2 separate regions of the Capsicum annuum genome follow, and region 1 is linked to region 2. A link is a contact called in public Hi-C data. All regions are on one chromosome and are shown on one strand. Each heading gives the region's core, a stretch centred on a gene start, on an enhancer-like site or on the middle of the called end of the contact. The rest is flanking DNA. Distances are from core to core; before and after follow the strand shown.

Region 1 (2,700 bases), core at 55-2,554, 96 kb after region 2:
CCGGGGTGTGATTAAAGAAGATATTGCTAAAATACCTAAAACTGAAGAGAAAGAAACGAACAGAGTATAAAATTAAAAAAATACAAAAATATTTTATTTTTGGGAGAAAATATACTTTGATCTTTATGACTTGGACACTTACACTGGATTAAGGACAACCAAGGAAGGAGTACTAAGTAGGATTTTACACCATATAAAAACCACATCCGCATTAACTCTGCTTTATTTTCTCATATCTACTTACCTGCTTTAATTACTTATTTATTTTGGTTCACTTATATAATTTATATACGCTTTACTATTATTATATATCTATTATTATTATTATTATTATTATTATTATTATTATCTGTTTGTCTATTAATATATATTATATTATATTATTATTATCTGTCTATTATTATTGGTATCAAAGCCCTAAGATTATAATAAAAGCTCTGATTCCAAGATTCTATTATATTATATGTATAATATAATATTATTAATATTATAATAATTATTATACATCTCAATAATAATCTCAGACAATAGAATTATTATTTATCCAATTTATTATTTATTAATAATAATACCTAATGTAACTATATGTCTAGACATAATAATGTATTTAATAATTATTAGGTATTATTAGACATTATTATTTACTAATAATAATACCTAATTTAATACCATTACTATTCATAATAATGTCTAGACAATTATTATGTCCTAATTTAATACCTAATAATACATAGTATGTATTATTGGTCCATAGAGTATGTACTTTGTTTACAAAATTGTATTTATATATATATATATATATATATATATATATATATATATATATTTATAAAGACTATTTTAATTTTTTTTTTCTCCATAAATATGAAATTTGAGTCGTTGAAATAATAAAACTATTTAATTAGTATATGGAGTATTAATTATAGAGTCATTTATTATTACAATATTAAAAAAATAGAGTAAAAATAACAAAAATAGAAAAAAAAACTCAAAAAAAGGCGAAAAAAATGATATTTGGATATTTAGTGCCACGTGACCTTGAGCTTTAACTCAACCTCAAAAGTTAGTTAAAAGAGAGGTTATTCAAATTATATTAAAGAGATTACTCGTTGATGTAGACTCTTCACACTCTCCCCACACTCAAATTTGGATATTTAGTGCGTGTGCAACTTTATGTGGGGACTCAACATTTCAGATATGGATTAAAATGAATCGTGTTTTGATATCATGTTAAAGGAATGAAATTTGAACCTATGTCAACTCTATAAATTAGCTCAAGAGGTTTGACTTTTCAAATTATATTAAAGAGGCTACTCGTCCCGTAACAACTGATGTGACACTCTTTACCCACCTCCCCCCACCACCCTTCCTTATGTCACCTCTAGAATCAGATATTTGGAGCATCAAGAATTGAATATGTAGGCTCAACATTAAAAAAATAATACCTAATTGAAATGAATTCTACCCTGATATTATATTAAGAGAATGAACTTTAGACTTAATTCAAGTTCAAAAATCAGTTGAATAGATGAGTGTTATCTAAATCATATTAGAGAGATCGTGTAATATTTTTTAAAGGATCGATATTAAACTCTTCACGTTTGAAAGGAACATAAAACAAGTTTAATATTTTTAAAGAGAATCATTTTAACAAGTTGAGTAGGAATTTGTAGTGTAGAGAGTAGTGTGAAAGAGGAATATATGATCATAATAATAATCGGATGAATAGTAAGTAATTTGTCCTATTAAAACAGTGAGATTTTGGAGATCGAAGAGGACATTGAATTGTAACGGCAACACACAAAATCAACGTGGGTGTCTGTATTTGTGTGCCACCCAACCACATAAGCAGCCAAATGTTTTCACGTGTAGCCTGTGAATTCTCTTACATAAAACAAAATTGTATTATTATGGTTAATTTTTCCTACAATTAGTTCATGTTTTAGTCTCATATAACAATGATGTTGTAGTTTATTTCTGGTCCGGGTGACCCTCTGGCAGAGATGATTATGTTTTTTTATTGTAATACTACTTGTTACAAGAATTTTCTTTTATCTACTATTCTTATCTTTTTTAAAAAAAATTAAGTTATTAATGATTAGATAAGCGAAAAATTACCCTCTCAAATGTCAAATTATAGAATAATGTAACATATCGATCCTTGATTTTGAGAATTAGAGCTAAATTTTGTGCTTGGAAGCTTGAATTAAGTCATATTTATTAGTCCTTTTTTAATGTATGTGACATTATTTGACAAAGTAAGAAGTCTAAAAAAGAAAAGAAAGATTTTTTAAATTTATTTCCAAAACAAGCATTAGATATTTGTGGGGATATGAATCATCTCCTTAAGTGGTCTTTGGGAATAAATTATCCTAGAATCAATTATTTTGAGATTAAATATCCCCGAATAAGTTATCCTACCATATATGTGAGATAACTTATTCGATCACAATAGTATAAATAATTAGATAAATAATTTTGAGACTAACTAAAACGATAAGTAAAACGCAGGATAAAATATTCCTGCAATTTATCTCAAAATTATTATATCTTATAACTCACACCAAATGACTCATAACACTCTATTTGGACGATGGTTTGTCGTGGATGGTATGGTATGGTTAGTATGTGAACCATGTTTGTTTTAATTATTTCTTAAATTTATGGTATAGTATGATTTAATTTCATGGTTTGATAATC
Region 2 (2,700 bases), core at 87-2,586:
TTAGGAGTATTATTCTATCCTATTTTGGAAGTATTTTTCTAAGTGATCATTAAAAAGAAAAATATTAATTGATTTTCCTTCCATATATTTTAGGAGTCCCATATATTCTAGGAGTTTGGTTAATATAATAAAAATAATTAAATAATAAATTGAAGAAAATAGTGAAAAGATAGTTTTGTCTAAAGGAGTGGGGGAAACTGAACATCAATCAAATAAGTAGGTTTATTTCAGAGGAAGCTCTGTCTTATTGAATTTATCCTTGAATTCCATCTGTTTTCTTCTTTGTTTGCGAGAATTACTCATAGGACGACCCACCGGTATACCAAGACTTGAACGGATAGAATCATACAACCGCTGTCGATGCCGGTGCTGCTTGCTGACGGCCCTTCGCTTACTTCTCTGGAGTCAGTGATGTTGTTTTTTCCATCACGGAAACTGCTCGCTGTGCCCGGGTCAAGGAGATTCGATTTGCTTGGTTGGGTCTTCACACTTTTAATATATTATAATATATATATATATATATATATATATATATATATATATATATAATATTATAGATATAAATTATTCAGGAGTGTACTGAATCAGTCAAATGACCCGCCCCAAATTCTACATACCCGATCTTTTTACAAACCCACTAGTTTGACATTGCAAGCCTTAAACTATAAGAGCAAACAACATATTTTTTGATAGTTTAGAATTAAATTATAAATTTTTTTGTGATTTTGTATAATTACTGAAAATTTCAGTTTTGTTCTGTCGGGATACATGATTAGCTCTCGATATATTCAATAAAGATACAATTTTTTCTTTGCAAAGATAAATAATTAGCTCCTGATGTATTTTTTTGATTTTGGGTCTGTTAAGGTATGTAATACATCCAATGAAGATACATTTTTTTCTTTGTAAAGATTTATAATTAGCCCCCGATACATTTTTTCCTATTTTGAGTTTGTTGAGATATATAGTTAGCTCCCGATACATCCAGTAAAGATACATAATTCATTGAAATTTTTATAATTACTATGTAAGAATAAAAATTTATATAAATATAATAAGTTAAGTAGTACGTATTAGTATTATTTTTTCAAGAATATATTCACGTATGAGTTTGATTCAACCCTTTCTTGGTACCTCAGTGTTAGATACAAAATGGGGTCTACGTTTGGCCAAAAGAGAAGCTGTTGAACAAGACATGTACCGAAGTTTCATGTCAAGTCTTTAATCAAAAAGTTGAAGAAAAAAACGTAGAAAGTATAATTGGAGTCGTTATCCAATAGGGAAATTATTGATTTACCTAAATTCACTAAACATAGTGCGTAAAGGACTGTCCATCACTTCCCCATTATTTAGAGCGGGATACACACTCGCTCTTTAAGGTGTCAGTCATTGCCATAGTTATATCTTCATGGTGGAAATAACGTCTAATCAAAATAATGGGTACTCAAATAAAGCACATTTATTAGCATGTGTAAAAGCAAGTCATTTTTCGGAAAGGACAAATAAAATTTAAAAGGTTAACAAAGGAAGTACATTCCAGCTCCACTATAGCGGTAATATTTATTTGAAAATTTGATGATGTTATATATGTATTTGTTAACTAATTTAATAAAAAAAAATTATGAATGTGAAAAAAACAAACACCAACGGATGGAAAATTTTAGTATGGACCTCATGCACCAAGTCATCTTGCATGAGGCACCTAATATTTTGACATAAATCTTTTTGGGTCTCACTACTTAAAAGAATTCTCATTTTTTATTTTGTTGTGTTCTCATTTATTTAACTTTTTTATTTTTTCAACAAATCACTTTTTTTCTTTTTCTTTATGGGGTTAATTTTTATTTATTATTTTTTTGTTTTTCTTTCTTTGTTCTTTTCTTCAATTTTTTTTCTCGTATTACCATAATAAATAAATTCAAGTTTTTACTCTTTTGCTTCGTTTTTATTTTCTCCTAATTTTTATTTGTTGATATTTGTAACAGATTACTTTTTTGGTCACTCAATCATGGTAATAATTTATATTTTTTAATTATTTAATTTTTTTTTAGTGTAAAAAAATTTGGATATTGAAAACTTGAAATTAAATCTCATAAGTAATAAATTTATCTTTCTTAAGTCTATATGATATTATTTAGTATGGTTTACTATTATTAAAGGCATCTTTAATATCTAGAAATTAAAGAATCATCATATATTTTTTTTTTATTAAAATATCTTATAAACCCCGTTTGGATAAGATTAGAATCTGGTCAAATCAATTTTTAATTTCTTTTGTAACTTTTTTGTAGATGTGCAGTAAAATAAAAAAGTACTTAAAAAAATCAAATTTGATTAAAAAAAAGAAAAAAAGAGACATCGGGTACCCCAACTTTTTATATTTTATATTAAAATTCTTTTTAGTTTGATCAAGACATTTACATTTTTATCCCTTTTATTTTCTTCTAATTCCAATAATACCCCAAATTTGTAGCCCTTAAATATATAAAGAAAAACAAAAAAAAAATAAAGAAAAAAAACAAAAAAAAATTAACCCCAAAATAAAAGAGCAAAAAAATGAGTTTATTTAGACTCTGTAGTTAGCCGTTTTTATTTAGACAACTCATTGTTTTGCTTTTTTATTTTGGGGTTAATTTTTTTCTTTATCTTTTTTTTTTTTTGTTTTCCTTTATATATTTAAGGGCTGCAAATTTGAGGTAT

What was found. Hi-C and Micro-C count contacts between places; a contact is called where the count stands out from the background.
Region 1: a contact with region 2 is called in a Hi-C map of leaf, with 1.7 times the contacts expected there. The contact joins two enhancer-like sites. A contact is called at or near these places in 2 of 5 Hi-C or Micro-C datasets (leaf and placenta).

Annotation. Positions count from the first base shown.
Region 1 is chr1:171,445,352-171,448,051 of UCD10Xv1.1, forward strand. No RefSeq gene overlaps it. Among protein-coding and RNA genes, the nearest start is that of LOC124888477, 8.5 kb to the right of the region's middle. Within about 2 kb of position 1,305, at least 1 of the 5 cell types and tissues checked has an H3K27ac peak or open chromatin away from gene starts, as enhancers often do.
Region 2 is chr1:171,349,310-171,352,009 of UCD10Xv1.1, forward strand. No RefSeq gene overlaps it. Among protein-coding and RNA genes, the nearest start is that of LOC107841346, 49 kb to the left of the region's middle. Within about 2 kb of position 1,337, at least 3 of the 5 cell types and tissues checked have an H3K27ac peak or open chromatin away from gene starts, as enhancers often do.